Linked DNA regions of Zea mays: region 1 is linked to region 2. A link is a contact called in public Hi-C data. All regions are on one chromosome and are shown on one strand. The core of a region is the stretch at or near the end of the contact, and the rest is flanking DNA. Distances in the headings are between cores, read along the strand shown.

Region 1 (3,635 bases), core at 389-2,888, 300 kb after region 2:
TAATCCATCTTTTAACTTACCAAATTAAGTATTTCCTAAATCGAGGCTGACCTATTCTAAAGCAAACACTTGTTAAACCACCATCTTCTTTATACCAAATCTCATAAAGTGATCAAATCTCCATGTTCGAAAAGCAATGGCGATCTGAATCGATTGATATCTAGCTAGGGATCTCCAACCACATGACATATGTAGCACTTAACCCTTGCATATGTCAACCCGACCTTCGGATCTTCCAAGACCAAAACAGGACTCGTGCCACCCGAGAGCACAGTACTCCATCGCCCTACCACAATCCACTAGGGTGGGTACACACTACTCTCGCCATCTCTCCACTCCCAGTTCATGGTAGTTGTTCTCGTATTGGAATAATCAGGATAAGGCTTGCCCTTACTAGGGCATGTGGCTAGTTAAAAAGTTCTTAAGCATGCAGGCCTACAACGGAACGACTCTTAATCGATGGAGACAAAAACACTACATAGAGACTATATTCCCAATGCAAGATAACTGCCCGTTCTCATCTTAATAAACTTTACCATAGTTCTTTCACAAGTAACCATAATCAGTAGTAACATATGTTTCAAAAACCCTAATCCATTAAGCAGGGCTAAGCATCAATAACTTTTAAGTAAAAACATGTATCAAGGATGATTTTCAATTTAATCATGGTGGGTAATGCAACAACTTGGTTAATCACACAACTCCTATTACTTAATGCAACATAGTATTAATAAGGTGATGTAAAATTTGTAAACAACAAGGAAACATTTAAATGCACCGGGGCTTGCCTTGATTAGGAGGAGATTCAGGTTCTTTAGTGAGAATATCACAAGTAGCTGTCACCCCAGCGGCTAAAAACTCTTGTTCAGGTGCAGACTCCTCAAACATTACTTCACCTTTGTGCTCTATTTGTAATAATAATGAATTCTTATAAAATGTTTATGGTGATGCATAACTTTGAATAAATGATGGCTAATAAAATTTCGTGTCTTGAGTACAACTTCCCTTCACAATATAGTTGGAAGCCAACAAGACCAACTATATTCAACTTTCTACAAGATTAGAATGTTATCAAACATCTTGCCATGGGTTACTTAAAGTATAAGAGACCCATGGTCTTCCTACAATCCCAAAATACATCAACCAATTGGTTATTCACTATTTAACTTCTAACTTTTTATTTTATTAAAGGAAAAAGACATTTGACTTGAGTAATAATTGATTAAGCTTCTAAACATGTTCTGACTTCTACAAAAATTGTTTATCGGAGCATCACTGGTTAACAGAAATTATCCTAAAAATGTTCATAATTTTGGATATATTGTTTAACCACTAAAAATCCTCTAATTCTATTTAGTTTGCTTTAATTAAAACCTATACATAAAACTTATTGCTAAAATACCCTAATTATTTTTAACGGGAAGAATACATTTTTATGAACCCAGAAAAAATTATTTCATCATTTTTTCATACTTTTACAATTTGTAGCATTATTATCAAAACAAAGAATATTAGTAAAATAATCAGAATTTCATTAACTGAAATTGGATCAAAACTGAATGGCGGCCTAGAGCTGTGCACTATGCACACGCCCCACGTGGCCCACGACTGCGCCGACAACTTTGAGTAAACGTCCTTGTGAAATAATCAAACTGAAAAGGAATCCTAAGCACTATTTACTGAGTCACATGATTTCACATAAACCCCCTGTCTCTATTCTAATTCTCGAACACAAGTCCTTGCGCTCGGCCACGAACTCCGGTGAACTGGCAAACGCGGGCAGGGCGCATAAGGGCTCGGAAGGACCACACACTCTCAGAGAAGATGGTCTACAACATCACACATCTATTGGAACAACAAATTGAGCTCGATCGGGAGGCTCTCTAGAGAGCTCACCATAGACTCCGGCAGCTCCTGGCCCAGTGAGGGAGTGTTCCGGTGAACACCGTATGGTAGAGCTAGAATTGAGCGCTCGGGAGGCATCAGGAACTCACGGGGAAACGATTTTGTGCGCTGGTTCAGCTGGAGAAGCTCGAAGATAACGGGTCGACGTAGAACCGAGATGCGGCGGTGATCTCCGGTGGCGCGACGACGTTCCAACGTAACCACTGTGGTAGAGTTCAATCAACAATGTGTATAAGCAATAGGAGGTGTTAAGGAGCTAAGAACAATGAACAGGATGTAGAGAAAAGAATCACGGTCGCCTGTCCACGGGAGACCTGCCCACGGCGGTGCTCTGCCCGACCGTGAAGACGACGACGACGTCGGGAGCTCTGGTGGATGAAACAAGACGAGGATTGGTTTGTCTGATGCGCAAAGAATAGACAGAACGAGTGCACACTCCAATTTATAGAGAGAAACAAGGAGGTTGGCTAATTTTGGCCAGAAAGAGAGACGACGCCGTCGGCCCTAGAAGATCCCCGAAGCCGAGCATGGCATCTCTGTTAACCCAAACGTAAGCACTCATGTAATTCGACACCTTCACTGCGGCGTATTCCAGTAAAGCAGCTACGTGCCAATGTAGAGACGCGAGAAGAACGGCCCATTTGAGTGGCTCGTTCGGTTGAAATTCTGAAGTGGCTGTTGGTTTTTAGTCCTACATTGCTGGTTTAAGTGGTACAGACCAATTTATATAGTTACGATCGTTCTTATGTTTAAATAGATAAAGTAATATGAGAGGAAAAGAGCATGGTCTATTTCGCGTGTGCGCAACCGTGGCGTGTCATTTGAGTGGCTTCGTTAATTTGTTTTTTTACTGTCCGTTGAGATTTTAATATAGATTTTACTGCCATTAACTTAGTTAATTAGCCTGTTGTCAATTTATGGGTGTATTATGGAAAAACGGTTCCTTGAGAGCAGCCACGTCTATTTTAAGACACTGAATGCGTTCGGGTTGTGATATACGAAAATCCTATTCCATTTCTTCTTCTTCTTCGTGCTTGGAAAGTTGTGCTGTGGCGATTGAGTTGTTGTATCTCACCAACCCTTTTTCTTGGCGTGCAGTAAGGAGGAGAGCGAGTGATATCTTTGAACCCTTGTCGTTATGAAGCTTGCACGAGGGGCGGCAATAAAGTTTTTGGGCAGCGCAACTGTGCGACCGCTCGAAACCATTTGACGATGATCTTCGCTGCCTAACGGACGAATCGACGCGTCTATATTATCGACCTGCTTCGTCTACTTTTGTGCTTGATCAACCTAAGCACCGACAAACTCGACGTGAGTAAATATGTTAATTCAGTTGTTTAATGTGCTGATCTATATATTGCTATGCGTAGTGCGCATATAAGTTTGAATATCTATAAAATTTGCCTCGATTTAAAATCTGGACTTAGAATATTACGCAGTATACCAACAATCCAAAAACCCTTATTTCTGCATTATTCTATTATTCTAGCAATGGCTGGTGCTTTAGATGCAATGAAACCTGAGAGGTTTGGAGGTGGTGAAAATTTTCGTAGATGATAGACTAAAGTCAAATTCTGGCTTATGTCGTTGGGGCTGTAGTGGGTGATCCGTTCAATAATGTCATTCACGGTTGAGCAGACCAACTCTTATGCAACAACGCGTGATTCCGCGGTTAGCTGCATCTTGACTTTATTGGCTTATAATCTCTACGATGTGTATATGAATTACAC
Region 2 (3,281 bases), core at 10-2,509:
GTCCGCCTCATAGAGTTGCTCGGTCGAGACCTGGTCGGCTCGTCTGCCTCGCAGAGTTAGTCGATTGGGATCTGGTTGGCCCATCCGTCACACAGAGTTGCTCGGTGGGACCTGGTTGTCCAAGACGAGCCCTCATGAGTTATGAGCTTACTTTGGGTACCACGTTCTTGGGTATACGCCAATGTGTTTGAATGTATGTGATGTGGATGAATATATACATATATATTGTGAATGGATGTGTGTGTCTATATATATATATATATATATATATATATATATATATATATATATATATATATATATATATATATATATATATATATATATATATATATATATATATATATATATATATATATATATATATATATATATATATATATATAATAGATGGATATAAATGGTTAAATTGCAAAACTTTTATGTGTTGGTAACACTAATTCATGTTGACTTTGGTTGGCCCACAAAAAGTAGACTATCTAATTTCATCAGCATTTGATAATCGTCAGAAACTAGCTAGGCTAATTTTCATCGGTCACTCCAAACCCTAATTTCGATGTCAGGCTAACGAAATCTAGTTAATTTTAGCTAGGCTAATTTCCATCGCCCATTTTGAGCCCTAATTTCTGGGGTCATACTAGACTAACGAAACCTAGTTAATTTTTCACGAGCCTCATTTGATCGATGAAAATTTCATGAGCAACCCACAAAAATTAGCTAATTTTTGTTGTTTTATTTGCAAGAGTTGATTGACGACGAAAACTAGCTAATTTTATAAGCAAGCCTTAATTTTTATAGGGCCCTTGGCCGACGAAAATTAGAAAAATTTCTATTGTCATATATTAAAACTATTTACGTTCAAATTGCTATTATAATATAATTACATGATACTTTTTTCATGAACCCGAGGGTTTAAATTTTATATTCTCATTAAATTAAAAGTATGCTTTTTGTCTTTGTAAAATGCATTAGTCATGAAGTCAGCACTTCTACTAAAGAAAGACTTCAGACACATGCATGCCGCATGTACTTGTCCGCTAGTTTATAAATGTGAATAAACTATTTTGATGAAATTTGCTATATCGATCATTCAGCCATATCTCTTTTTTTCTCTCCGGCATAAATCTGATAAAAAGATGTGTAGGTGTGTGGTGTTCTCATGGGCTGAAATTAGTTTCCCAACGAGGGTATAGGCTTTTGCAGCCCATTAGACAGAAGGAGGCACCTGGAGTTCTTTTATGGACAGGCCCAAAGTGAAGTTTGAAACTCAACGAAGCAGAACATCACACAAGGGAAGCGACCCATAGTGGCCCAATGGCAATGGTTATCTACAAGTGATTCTGAACTTCTGAAATGCGCAACGCGAGGCCATGGGAGCAGCTGCACAGCTTCGATTCAACCTGCTTTGGGCTGAAAATTTATCTGACAATCGATTTAAAAAGGTGACAATCGCATTAAAAATAAAGGTGTCCTAGAGACGTCCAAGTGTGACTTTAACTGATTTCCTTTTTTTTGCTAATCTTACCAATTTGGTGACAAAAAAAGAATGATGTTAAAAATAACTAGTCGATTACTCGTGCGTTGCAACGGCTCACAACAATACCCACGTAAATTATCCACCAAAAAGATCTTTAAATTTTTTTATTGATTGTCTCCGCTCTTAGCATAATATTTTATTATTTTTTATGAACGCACGGATACCATAGGCAGCAAATCAGAGCCTCCATCCCTCGTCTCCTCCACTTACAAGGTTTCGTAGAGCAGGAGGGGAAGGGGAGAGACGGACATACATGTTCATTGCTGGAGAAGGACACGACGAAGACCTGGGCATCTGGAGGCGATATAGTTAGTATACCGCTAGATATATAGGGAGAGAGCACACAAGCGGAGAAAGAAGCCCAGCCGAGCAGCTTCAAACCAAGAGGCACCCGCACCAGGCGTCAATCTGAGAAGAGCGAGAGAATGCGAGTGTCTTCCTAGTCTTGGACCCGCCGAAGCGACACAACACCATCACCAACTCCCTAGCATATGTCGACTGCTGCCACGCTATGGGCCTTGGTTGTTCAATATCTCAGACCTGGACTCCTCATCACCAAGATAATCTAAGCGTGGCAGGCGCCACCATGTCCTACTCGACGGCATGCACGGAGAAAGGCCAGGAGCATGACCGACTCGCCCCGTACCCGCGTCGACGAGCGTCGGTCGGCTCGCGGCTGCGACCGTGGGCGGGGGCAGCAAGTTGAGGAAGAAGAACAGGGCGATGGCCGAGAAGACAAACGGGACGTCCGACAACGGCGAAAACGATGGTGCGTGCATGATGTGAAATGTCCTCGTGGACGTGCAATAGCCACTGCGCGAGTTGGTGTCGGACGAATACAGGAAGGAGGTGCATGCTCCTACGCCCTCTACCAAGAATGGGGTGGCGCAGAGGTGGAGGCATGAGGGGAGAGAAAAGAAGTAGAATGGCGAACGAGGTGGTGGCAAGTGAGGCGAGGACCATTATTATCGTGTGGAGGTATAGATGGACAAATGGGCCGTGTCTGGCGTGACGACCCGAGCCACGACCCATTTAATAGTGACTGGGCCAACCAGACACGAGCGTCGTGCGGTGCTTGGGCCGTAGCCTCGGCCCGTAGTGCTGGCTCGGCCCGACACGATTATTTTTTTATTTTACAAAAAATCATATATAATATATGTATAATTTATATTCAATATTATAAACACCTGAACATGATGTTCTACTGGTTAGACAGCTTCGTCCAATGTCTTCCACCCTTCTTCCATCAGGGTGTGGGTTCAAACCCCACCTTCTACACAGCTTTTTAACATCTTACGTTGAGTTGATTTGGAAGAAATGTAGGGACTTTTTTGTAAAAAGATAACATGGGATGACCGTTGAAACTGGTGCTTTAAGTATACTAGTCGTTTGCCCGTGCGTTGCGATGGCTCACAACAATACCTACGTAAACTATCCACCAAAAAGATCTCAAGATTTTTTATTGATTGTCTCTGCTCTTCGCATAATTTTTTTTGATTTGACTAAGCACGTCAACATCGTGGTAAAGGAAAGGTCATGTAGATAGGTGATACCGAGCCATCAAATGGGTACCATAGGCAGCAAATTAGGGACCCCCATCCCTCGCCTCTCCCACTTCCAAGGTTTCGTAGACCAGGAAGGGAAGATGCAGTCATACCTGTTCGTTGCCGGAGAAGGACACGACAAAGACATGGACATCTGGAGGCGACATAGGTAGTATACCACTAGATACGTACATGGAGAG

The links. Hi-C and Micro-C count contacts between places; a contact is called where the count stands out from the background.
Region 1: a contact with region 2 is called in a Hi-C map of tassel, with 2.6 times the contacts expected there. The contact joins two enhancer-like sites. A contact is called at or near these places in 3 of 25 Hi-C or Micro-C datasets (ear, leaf and tassel).

What each region holds. Positions count from the first base shown.
Region 1 is chr10:105,190,768-105,194,402 of Zm-B73-REFERENCE-NAM-5.0, forward strand. No RefSeq gene overlaps it. Among protein-coding and RNA genes, the nearest start is that of LOC109943210, 88 kb to the right of the region's middle. Within about 2 kb of position 1,639, at least 16 of the 20 cell types and tissues checked have an H3K27ac peak or open chromatin away from gene starts, as enhancers often do. A contact at or near this core is called in ear, leaf and tassel, where this site is marked.
Region 2 is chr10:104,895,327-104,898,607 of Zm-B73-REFERENCE-NAM-5.0, forward strand. No RefSeq gene overlaps it. Among protein-coding and RNA genes, the nearest start is that of LOC118473520, 49 kb to the right of the region's middle. Within about 2 kb of position 1,260, at least 15 of the 20 cell types and tissues checked have an H3K27ac peak or open chromatin away from gene starts, as enhancers often do. A contact at or near this core is called in ear, leaf and tassel, where this site is marked.